2 separate regions of the Mus musculus genome follow, and region 1 is linked to region 2. Evidence: chromatin contacts called from public promoter capture Hi-C data. All regions are on one chromosome and are shown on one strand. The core of a region is the stretch at or near the end of the contact, and the rest is flanking DNA. Distances in the headings are between cores, read along the strand shown. Region 1 overlaps Fbxo25 (F-box protein 25). Region 2 holds the start of Tmem255b (transmembrane protein 255B).

What was found. Promoter capture Hi-C pulls out the DNA fragments that hold promoters and counts their contacts.
Region 1: a contact with region 2 is called in a promoter capture Hi-C map of the 3T3-L1 cell line, with 5 times the contacts expected there. The contact joins the enhancer-like site here to the promoter of Tmem255b in region 2. A contact is called at or near these places in 12 of 39 promoter capture datasets (the 3T3-L1 cell line, the C10 cell line, the SN4741 cell line and 7 more).

What each region holds. Positions count from the first base shown.
Region 1 is chr8:13,920,436-13,926,490 of GRCm38.p6, reverse strand. Fbxo25 (F-box protein 25) reads right to left here. Exons shown (of 10, transcript NM_025785.3): 3 at 5,443-5,543; 4 at 4,557-4,606; 5 at 2,474-2,566. Among named protein-coding and RNA genes, the nearest start is that of Fbxo25, 16 kb to the right of the region's middle. Within about 2 kb of position 2,495, at least 5 of the 459 cell types and tissues checked have an H3K27ac peak or open chromatin away from gene starts, as enhancers often do.
Region 2 is chr8:13,432,357-13,438,506 of GRCm38.p6, reverse strand. It overlaps Tmem255b (transmembrane protein 255B), which reads right to left and starts at 3,048. Exons shown (of 9, transcript NM_001143671.1): 1 at 2,840-3,048. The coding sequence starts at 2,894.

The DNA.
Region 1 (6,055 bases), core at 1,246-3,745, 490 kb before region 2:
CTCCCTGCCGCCGGTGCCTCCCGCGGCCGCACAACCACCGTCTGTTACACACTGAGCCTTGCTGGCTCTGCACAGGGCCTGCTGTGTCCTCCCCTGCTTCCGCTCCTCTCCGCTCTTACTTGTATCTTCCCACTCTCTTTCCCAACATCAGGTTCCTACATCCTGGGGATTTACTATGCATGACTTGGAGCTGGGATACTTTTTGACCCAAACTAGAAACATTCACTTCACCAACTTGTTAGCGTCTACTGATACAGTAAAGGTTTGGCTTAATTCTGACATGTCTTTATAACTTACAGAAACTCCTCAGGAGGGCTTCCATTCTTCTGTTCATAAGGCACTTCTGTAATACATGACTACATGACTCTCTTGCCCTCTCGGGCTGCAGAGGAAACATCCAGCTATGTCAGTTGCCTGTTCCAAGTCACAACAAACCTGTCACCTTCTTGTCTCTCCTCCCTTCCACAGCTCTGTGGCATGGGATAACATCTGGACCATAGTTTGCTCTCATCTTAGCCGGAGAATGCCTCACAGCACAACGGACCCTCAACAGAGCTGTGGTGGACAGCAAGACTGAGGCAGTGTGACAAGGGTTCCCAAGGAAACACCCTGGGTCACACAGCTCTGCCGCTGAGTGCTACCACACATGTAAAGAACCAATGCCATTTCTTCTCAAAACATTCCAAGAAGGCAAGGACGTCTTCCAAATGCACACCATGAGACTTGCATATTTGGTATTGACCAAAAGCAAATTAGAAGACAAAATCAACAAGCCACTACAGGACAAAACCCTATTTAAAAAAAAAAAATCAAACCAACAAACAAACCATACTAAAATCTGCTCCCTTGCCCAATTCCAGGACACAGAAACCAGCTGCACAGCAAGCCTTTCACCACCACTCAGGACTCCTAAAATGAAGGGAGCCATTTCTCATGGGAAACCAGTCAGCCGCATGCACATTAACAGTGTAGGAAAACTCACAATCCTCTCAATAAACACAGAAGGAGCATTTGCTCAAACCCAACAACCTCCAACCATAACAAACAAGTGTAGAAGGAACCAAAGGGCTAAGGACACACGAGCCAGCCCAGGACTGCTGCCACTGAGGACACAGGAGCCAGCCCAGGGCGGCCACCACTGAGGACACACAAGCCAGCCCAGCGCTGCCACCACAGTGAGTGGCACACCAAAGCTCCCTGTGATCTGAAACAAGACCCTTCATCCCTCATGTTGCTTTTTGTCAGAGTATTTCATCGCAGCACCAGGAAGCTGACACCCAGCCAGCAGGGCAGGGTTAATTATCTTCTGAATAGGCATAAGTCCTGACTCTTTTAAGAAAACTTCTTATTTAGAAACAGAATAAGTCACTTCTACTTTTTTTTGGTTTTGTTTTATTTTTAAAGATTTACTTATTTTATATTTTATGTATATGAGTGCACTGTCACTGTCTTCAGACTCACCAGGAGAGGGCATCAGATCCCATTACAGATGGTTGTGAGCCACCATGTGGTTGCTGGGAATTGAACTCTGGAAGAGCAGTCGGTGCTCTTAACCACTGAGCCATCTCTCCAGCCCCCGTCACTGTCACTTCTACTTTGTAAAGAGGATTATTTACAGAGGTCTTTTAGAGCTGGCAGCACTGGTACTGTGAGCGCTGGCCTGTGTCCTCCCTGGATGCTTAACTCCTCCACTCCTAAACAAGGTCCATCACCAGGGCAGCGGACTTGGATGCCCTGCAGGAGGTCAGGGGCCACTGCCCTGTGTACACTGGACACCAGAAGACGCCGTGGCTGCCTCGCCTGCACCCACCCGTGCTGTCTAGAATCACACATTACATATCACACTAGCGGAGGTCAAGAGCCATCCAGTCTCACATCTCTGTCCTGCAGCAACACTTCTAACCGCCTAGGAGGCAGTGAGAGTCTTCTGGCAGCACTGGGAACGGGCCGGCCGGTGTGAAGCCTGACTGGTGCTTTACCCACAATGCAGTGGCGTGGATGAGCCACAGACAAAAGCAAACTGCATGAGAGCTATCACAGCAAAGACCTCGCCCTTCTGAAGATCGCCCAAGGCAGAAACTCCTCAACAGCCGTCAGTACTGCAGGGAGACTTTCTGGAGTTCTAGTCCTTATGAAATCCTCTTGTCTACTGGCCAGTTGTTCCTGTGTATACAACAAGGCTCATTCCGGGTGAACACGAGAAGTGGAACATGCATGTGGAACCATCAGGGGTCCTCATGAGCTCAAACGTGGGAGGCATTTCCAAGAAAAGGACCCTGCAATGTCTTAGTTCCTGTGGCCTCTGGGACTTGCAACTGTGACCTAAGTGTTGCAACCCCCCTCCATATCTTCTCCTGAGCTGTCCCTTTCCTTTCTGTACATAGACAGGTGACCCGTTATGTAATCTCATACCTGTAACCTTCAAACTAGTCATTCGGGAGTCATCAAAGCTGCTTCCGCAAGAACCACTTACTTTGACCACGTAAGTGAACCTCCTGATGTCCTGAATGGCACTTGAGAAGTCTAGCCGGTTGAAGGCTTCTCCCAGGGTGCAGTAGCCATGCCTCTACAAGACATCAGACAGGCAGGGACGTCAGCCAGCCAAGGAAAGTCAGTCAACATCTGACACCGGCTAGGGCATAAAAGCCTCTAGTGAAAGGTATTTGTATTAGTTCTAAAACCCATGTCAGACATAAATGAGAACAGAGCAAAGACAGCAATACTAAACGTAAGCCAACTGTGTGTTACTGAGACAGGAGGCACGGCAGTTTTTCACATTGCTGCTAGAGTGAGTACTAGTGAAACTCCACTCTGCTTTCTGTTGCTGGGGACAAGGGGGAGGGGGTGGGAGGACAGGAGGCCTCGGGATCTGGTGCTGTACACACTCAGGGAGCAATTCTCTGCAGGGAATTCTCACTGCTCTGCTGGAAATGTGTCCAACCACCAAGGAGTGAGCCTTACGGGGGCCACTGGCAACCGGAGGCATCTCTGAAAAACAGGTGTGAGCAGGCCTGAGGGTATATGACCCAAGCTGGGATCATGTGAGCTGAGCACGCCAAAAGCCAACTACTACAATGAGATACAGAGGTCTGGGAATCAAGGGTGAAATATAAGTAAACTATTGGCATTCTGTCTGAAATCTCTTTTGTTTTCTGTATCGATCTGTATGGATTTCACCTCAGGTCAGGACAGATCTTAAAACCTTCCTTCTGCATCTGAAATACGTACACTACACAGATTTCCAGTTGAGAGTTTTGGGGGCAGGTGAGCTGCAGGGCAGTAAGGAACCACAGGGGACTCTGAGTGAAAGGTTGCCAGGGCTGCTGAGGAGCAGTGGAGACAGCAACGGATCTGTTGATCGCGTGGGGAGACGACACAGCTCTAAGAACAGCCCTAACGTGTACAACCCAACCACACACTCACAGGAAACACTGAGACCCACGTTTTCTCAGTGTGTGCAACACACCAAGCACTGCTGTGGAGTTGTGGGGAACAAAGGGTAGAGCACAGTGTAGAATCTGAGGTATATCTCACTTTAAGGAAAAACCTTATGGTGGTGAGGACATCTCTCCGCGGTGACGACCCTCACACAGTACAAGGTTAGCATGTACTCAGGAGCACCTGTCTGCAACGACCTGGGTCACTACAGGGATGAAGGATGGCACAGGATGCCTTGGCAATCTCCTAACATCAGACCCCATCCCACGAAGTCACAGGACACCCTGGCAGTCTCCTAACAACCTCCCCTTGTTGCTTTTCCCAGATGGAATCCACACGACTCACAAAGTAGGGGCGATATTTAATTGAGCTTGGCTTTGTACAATTAGGTTAGCTCTGACAGTCTTTCAGTAGTATGTATGTCAAGGACTGGACTCATTGGACAACCACTTTAAGGACAGTAACCATCACCAAGTAAGCTTTCTTTCCCACAATCAAGTATCTTCTAGGAAGCTGAGATAGTTTAAAGACATCACTGGGAAGGTACCTGCCACAAAGTCTAACAACTGGAGTTCAAGTCCCAGGACCTACAGTAGAAGGAGAAAGCTGACGCCTACAAGTTCTCCTACAAGTAGACCTTCCCATCCCTACCATAACAGGTAAGCGCGCACACACACACACACACACACACACACACACACACACACACTCTGAATAAATAAATGTGATAAATTAAAAAAAAAAGATATTACCATTTCTGGAACATTTAACTAACCCTAACCTCATACTTGTGTAATGTAAAACTGCACCCTTAGAGTGACTCAGCTTAGCAATCACATACAGATAAAAGTCCACAGCGTTCTGCAGAGCCAGCCTCGATGTAGCTTCCCATGAGCAACTTTGCATTGTGGAAGGAGGGGCTCATGGCATTTGTGGTGACCTCATGTTGCTAATGAATATAATTATGAATTATAACATGACTAATCCCTGTGGCATACTCAACAGAAACAATACATTGCACACTCCTCTAATGCACACTTCCTTCCTTACATTGCACACTCCTCTAATGCACACTTACTCACTTACTTACATTGCACACTCCTTTAATGCACACTTACTTCCTTTGTGCTTTCCTTATGGACGTAGATCCATTTTTCACGATAAAAACCTAGAACAAAGATGAAATGTCTTTAAAACCTGGAAAGTCATCTCAACCTCAGTATTTTAGGGACACTCTGATGACAGGGCATGCTAACATTGACTCCCTGTTCCAGCTAAGAGATGCCTCTGCTTGGATAAGTGTTAAAATGCACTTTATTCCCTAATATCATGGAAGTACTTAGACTCCTGTCCATGAAAAGTTATTAATTTTGACACTACCATACTTTATTAACTTAGAAGAAAATTGCTATTTTTGTACCAAAGTATAAATGCTTAAGAAATCCTACCTTATCTCTGTGTCACTGTATACCAACTAGAAGGTCCTGGTCTTACCGCCTGTGACAGCCATACATGGTGCACATGAGTAAGACCATGAAGCTGCTTCACATGGCTCCACCTTCTTCTCACCTTAACAGGTACTCGTGCCATGTGCCAAGGTGGGCAGAGCTGTGACAGAACTTCCTCAAGCCCGTCTACCATTCCACCACTGCCCTCTGTCCCAGCTCTGCCCAGCGCTGGCTCCTGTGCTCGCTCTCCATGTCCCCACATCTAGACAATCCCTCCTAGGGGCCTTCCTGCTCAGAAAGAAACTCAGCACAGGGCCATACCTGGCCACTCAGAAGCAGACATGAGCCTCAGGCTTGCCATGTTTGATGCATAAACCTTACCAAGCACACAGCTGAGCTGTCAGCAGTCTGCCCCAGACACATGGGCAGCACTGAGCACAGTGTGTGAGCGCACACCTCCGCCCCTGTGCCTCACAGAGCACTGCCGTGCAATTCATTGTGGTAGCATATACATTAAATACGTAAAAGTCTAGACTTATCATGAAAACACTCTTACTGTGAGCAGCTGTGTCATTTCCAAAATGTTCCTTCTTCCTCTTTTTGGCTGCGTATTCACACTCATTGTTGAATATTTCTTCTTCACCACTATTTAAGATACTGAAATAAAGATGCTTCATTAATTAAGTTTTTCATGGAGAAATTCATTTACCACGTCTTTGCTAAGGGAGTGTTTGATTGGTAATTTGGGGATCAAAATAAAGTTGCTACTAACCCTGACGAGCACGAGCTAAACTACAAGGAAGCTGAGAGCTGGAAACTCAGGGGATCCTACGTTCATTTGTTTTTCATTTGGAAGGAACTAAGATTTATTCGTATTTCTTTTAAAAAACATTACTCCAGAAAGGGAGATGGGCTTTAGAATCTCCCAAACATTATAAGACTTTAAGACCTAAGCATTTATAAACAACCATAAAAGCCATGAACAGAATCCTAGTAGCAATATGACTATGACATTAAAATTGCTATGTCCCCAATGGAAGCTGAGTAAACATTCTGTTCTTGTTTATCATCTACACTTTTCAGATATTGGGCTGATAATAACTACTGCTGTGCTGATATAAACTACTGCTGCACTGACCCTGCCTGCTGCTGCACTGACCCTGCCTGCT
Region 2 (6,150 bases), core at 1,799-4,298:
ACATGCTGGATTAGCAGGTAGTAACCAGCCCTGCAGCGGACCAGGCAGGTGCTTTCTTCCCTAAAGGATTTCACTTCCTCCATTCACCTAAGTGCATCACACACCAACTATGTTCCAAACAACTGCTAGTGACCCAACATGGCTGAGATCTGGATGAACCTTTCTGCTGAAACTTCTTTCACCTCGGGTGGCACCAGCGCACAGCAGCCTGGACCACGCACGTCCTCTCTGTTGCCTCACTAGCATGACATCCTAGGCTGGTGGCACTTGGCACTGTTAAAGGGCTATGGCTTCTGACATGCAAAAACAGTTGGTCAAAGGTCAAGCCCTTGAAATTATACTGTCACCTATTTATAGCCATTCGCCCCTTACCAGTCCTTTCCTTAGTCTGACTTTCCCCTGGAGTATTCTGTAATAAACCCCAGAGACATGAGAGAGGTCAGGGGCCAGCGTTTCTGTCCACAGTTCCCAGGTTAGGACAGGGTCTGGAAAGTTGCATGGTTGCTGGACAGGCAGGGATGCATCCCTTTCTGACTACTTGGATTGGAGTTAATGGACTCCCACTGAAAATACAAGGAGAAAGAGAGTCCTACCCAAAGTGTCTCTTATAAATACATCTGAATATTCAGTATGGCATAAAGTTAAAAACAAAAAACAAAAAACAAGACAAGAAGGCAGGGTGTCTGAAATCCCCAGATACAAGCATTTCCACAGCAGGTTGTGGAGATAAAAGGCTCTTCCCATATGAGAGATACCTAGACAATTACCACACCATCTCCTCTGTCCCTTATCTCATCCACAAGATGCTACTTTCCTGTGCCTAGACAGCTCCTGGCTGCTAATTAAACCACTGCTACCAGGTTAGTTACTGTAGGAGATGACCAAGCTCGGGCCCACAAGGAGGAAGAAGGTCAAGCGGGGCCATGCCTCTCACTCTCAGGATTGCCAGTGTCCTGCTCACACTGGGAAGAGGGGACACCTGGTGTGGTGTAAGTAATAAGACTTCACCTAGGGAGAGAGAGAAAGACAGCAACCTGATAGACTGAGTCTATTAGATGGTCCTCAGAGCTGGTCTGTGAAAGCCCTCCTCATCAAAAAACCACAGGGCTGTTCTGAGGGTGCCATTAAGGCGGCCATGGGGACTCTCCTAACTGTCTAGTGTTTCTGTCTATTCCATCCCAGGTATGCACTCCCCACACACCTCAGCACACCACCTGGTTGCTTTCTGCCCACCCATCCCCACCTCACCCCTCATTTTTAAATGCTGTCCTCTTTCCCAGGCCTCTGCCTATCTTGGCTACAACTGCTGACCCAAGGTCCTCATAGCTCCACTTGGTCACCCAGAAGGTGCAGGCACTGATGGACAACAGGCCATCCTCTGTGCTGGACCATGGGAAGAGATACCTCAGCCTGGAGGACAAGACCCAGCAGGGTTCGTCTTTATGACCTTGCTATCTATAGGGCCAGAAATCCCGAGTGAGCTCGATCCTCTGGGTCAAATATAGCCTGGGTCTATAGTCTTGAGTACTGAGGATGCTGAGGTAAAAGGGTCATTTGAGCCTGGGGGTTTGAGACCAGCCTAGGAGATCCAATGAGGGCTGGTCCTGTAGTAGAGACCAAGCTAGGCACTGCTCAGTCACCAGGTTCTGATTTTATATATAGCACCATGCCAAGCTGTAAGCAAAGAAGGGTCGATATAAAATGGTCACAGCCTGGAGCCACGCAGACCTTTAGTTGCTTTTAAGACTCTGTCTCAATAAAAACAAACACCTCCCACAAACCATTTCAAAGTCTGGAGTTTCTTATCAGAAGAAAATTCAGGTGTAAACCAAGTCACCCTAACATAACAGCATTGGCAGCTGGAAACATAACAGCTGCTGGTCAACGCTAGCTATCAGCTAGGAGAATGAACGGATGACCACAGAGCAACTGGCCTTACAGAAGAGAAGGTACGGCAGTCTCTCTCAGAAAGAAGCCAGACTCCTCCTCCTCCTCTTCATCATCATCATCATCATCATCATCATCATCATTATTATTAAACAGCACTAACCAATCAGACTACCCAGAAGTTTTTCCACCAGGGTTTCCAACGATCACCAGGGGTTCTGAAAGGATCATCAAGAGCCACCCCCACCCATTCTGACCTAATCCCTTAATCCCACAGCAGAGGGTCACCATGTAAATCTCCCCCACCCTCTGCCCTGCAGGAACAATGGCCCGCATCCCTCCAGGGTCAGGCTGCCTCCCAGAAGAGCACCCATGCTTAAGCGGCTGGAGCCAGAGCTTGCACCAGGTTTCCTGTTTTCCCAGACGGACCTGGCTTTCAGCTGTGTCGGGCTTGATTCGGGAAAGGGAACAATTAGAGATGGAGAGGCTGGGGTGTGAAGCGGGTGGAAGCCCTCGCTGGTTCCAACTCTAAAATCCCTGAGCACCTTTCCCTGCCCCCCTCAGGCAGGATGTGCTCCCTGGTTCTTTCAAACATTTCCCTGAAAAGTTTAGAAACTGAAAGAAATGCAGTAGGGCTGGAAAGGTGTTGGTCTGGGATTTAACCGCTTATAAGGACTTGGGTCTGTTAACAAAAAGATAACACGGGGGACAGAAACAGAAGGGGAGAGTGGATAGGTCAGTGTGGAGAAGGATGAGGCACCAATGGATAGGTGATCTGTACCACATGAAACCAGACCTAGTCCCAGCCCCAAACCCCAAAGGAGTCCTGTGCCCAGAGTCCTGAGCTGTGCAGGTAGTTCCCCTCTTAGAGCTGCTAGAAACTTGTAACCCAGCTCCCGGGTCCCCAAATTGCCTGCCAGCGGCAGAGATACCAACGATGCCCTTAGCTAACCTGTGGTGTCCAGCAGAGCCAGAGGGCCTGGCACGGGCGGTGGGAGCGGCTGCATTCCCGAAGTGCCCTCCACTGGGAGGGCAGTGCCCCGAAGCTCCTCCTGCCCGGTGATTAGGTTTCAGAGTCCCAGCAGTTTCAAGAAATGCAGCCCTGTGTCCGCTCTCCTCTACTCCACCGCGCTTCTTTCTACCTCTCCTTTGGTCATTTCCCTTCTCCCTCCACCTCCCCTCTGCCCCCACCATCTCCTACACCTCCCTTCCTCCCTCCAAGGTCCTGGTGCCTGCCAGCAGCTCCTCCTTCTCTTCTCCCCCTCCTTTTTCTCCTCCCCCCTCTTCCCCTTCCAGTCTCTAGTCCCTGGAAATTAAGAGTCTAAGAAAAGACCCACCGACCCACCCACCGAGCCAGTGAGAAAGAATGTACCTGAAGAAACACTGTAGACCGCTGGCCTGAGCCCAACGCTCGGTCAGAGGTGGCCCCGCAGACCAAGGACTGGGTGGCTCAGGTGGAGGGAAACAGAAAGACAGCAGGTGCAGAGCAGGAATTCTCCACACAGCTGGAAAGGACTCAAGCCCCGCCTACTTCAGACCCCCAGCTGAGCCCTCCCGCATCAATCATTAAGAAAATGCTCTACAGACTTGCACACAGGTGATGTGATGGACCGAGGCATCTTCTCAGTTGGGGTTCGGGGGAAGGGGGTCTGCATATAGCATGGAAACTCAGGTTCTGTTGTGAGCATGCCCCAACCCAGCAGCTAAAGTTCAGAGTGAAGGCTGCTATGGGAAGCCAGAGAGGGGCTGCAAGAAAACAGGCAAGCAGACTGGGCATGTCTTATTTAAGTTCCTTAGTTAAGTTCCTGTTGCTTCAATAAAGACACCATGGCCAAAAGCAGCCTGGCAAGGAAAGAGCTCCTTGGGCTTATATGTCTGATCACAGTCCACCATTGGAAGAGCCAAGGCAGGTACGGAAGCAGCAACCACGGACAGGCTCTGCTTACTGGCTTGTGTCTCATAGTTTGCTCAGTCTGCTTTCTTAGACCACCCAAGACCACCTACTCAGGGGTGGCACCTCCCCCAGTGAGCTGGGCCCTTCCACACCAGTCCTTAACTCAGAAAATGCTCAGTAGTCTTGCCCACAGGTGATAGGACAGAGGCAGTTTCTCAGGTGATATTCCTCTTCTAAGATTACTCTAGCTTGGGTCAAGTTGGCAAAAAACTAACCAAGACGGAGTACCATGCATGGCAGCAGTAGGGGAAAGTAAGTCTTTTAAAGACTATTAATGCATTGCTTAAAAGGTTTTGAGAACCAGGAGTATAGTACTCAATGGTGAAGTGCTTACATAGCTCAGTGTTATAGTAGTTACACAGTTCCATAGTAGGGTGCTTACATAGCTCAGGGGTAGAGTACTTACACAGTTCCATAGTAGGGTGCTTACATAGCTCAGGGGTAGAGTACTTACACAGTTCCATAGCAGAGTGCTTACATATAACTCAGTTGTAGGGTACTTACACAGTTCTTTAGTAGAGTGCTTACGTATAACTACTCAGTGGCAAAATGCATACACAGTTCCATAGTAGAGTGCTTAAATAGCTCAGTGGTAGAGGACTTACACAGTTCCATAATAGAGTGCTTACACAATTCCATAGTAGAGTCCTTACATAGCTCAGTGATAGGGTGCTTACATAGTTCCACAATAGGGTGCTTACATATCTCAATGGTAGGGTACTTACACAGTTCCATAGTTGAGTACTTACATATCTCAGTGGTAGGGTACTTACACAGTTCCATAGTAGAGTGCTTATACAGCTCAGTAGTACTTACACAGTTCCATGGTAGGGTGCTTACATATCTCAGTGGTAGGGTACTTACACAGTTCCATAGTTGAGTGCTTACATAGCACAGTGGTAGAGTACTTACACAGGTCCATAGTAGGGTGCTTACATAGCTCAGTAGTAGAGTACTCACACAGTTCTTTAGTAGGGTGCTTACATAGTATGTATGGTAAGCATGAGGCTGCCTGCTTGATCTCTAGCTGCAAAAACAGAGGCAGACGGGTGGGAAGGAGGGAGGATGCGAGTGATGGAAATCAACCCCTCCTCACCAAGGAAGGCACTTGAGGGCTGTTTCCTTAGCAAGACACGGTTGACGATTAGGTCATTTTTTGGCAGGCTGAGTGAAGGCTGCTGGGGGGGAGCGGGGGTAGGGTGGGGTGGGGTGGGGTGGGGTGGGGTGGGGTCACGGCAGGAAACAAGTGAGCAGACAAGGCACATCTTAACCAAAAGCAGCTTGAGAAGAAAAGCTTCTCTGGCTTATGCATCTGACCACAGTCCACCATTGGAAGAAGCCGAGGCAGGAACTGAAGCAGCAACCTTGGAGGAACCCTGCTTGCTAGCTTGCTAACAGTAAAGGGAACTTAGGAGCCTGCCTCTGAGAGACCAGACCAGCTCCATCTTGGGTTCAGACCCCATCTTCAAGAACTTGACCTAAGGTTGAATTCGGGTTAACCAACAAGCCTGCACCTAGCACTAGCCTCCAGGTCACTCCTTAACAACCAGCCATCAGGAGGAAGGCAGACGCTACAGTTGCACCTAAAGATATTTACTTATGGAAATTTATAGTTTGGCTCCCAGCACCAGGCAATCATTTTAAAGGGCAACAAATTCCATAATAGCCCCCCAATCAGATGTGTGCCAAGCTGGACACCCCATTGCTGGTTTGCTTGCCTCTATTAATGCTTGCTTGAGACTGGGCTTGGGGCTTCACCTTCCTGTCCTGCTGCATCAGTGACTACAGTGTGGCCCAAGCTTGAGCTTGAATAAAGACCCTGGTGCACAACACATCCACAATGAAGGGGTGGATTGCCCCTGTACAAACAAACACTCAGCAAGCTCGATTTAGGCACACAGGATATTCCCACAAGGCAGTAGCCTTTAAGGGTATCCCAAGAACAGCTCTTTAGGAAATCCCTTGGAAGAACTGTGGTTCAGCAAGGCTGGTGCTGCCAGGATCCTCCAGCATCTTTTCAAATCACCATTGTGCTGAATGTCTGTCAATGGGGAAGAAAGAAGTCAAGGCAGCCAGGGAAACCACACTGTACCTACAGTGAAGGAGTCATACAACTCAATCTAAATAGTTATCAAAGAAACTAGTTATCAGTGAAAGTGAAATCTCCTATGACCACAGAGACCGCAGGGCAGTTTCTAGTCGCAGAGCCTCCATCTTGTTCTAGACACTGCTCCAGGGGCTGGGGTGTGGGAAGCCACATGTGCAGTTGCAGAGTGGCACTGACTACTGCTGGCCACCACGCATAAGTT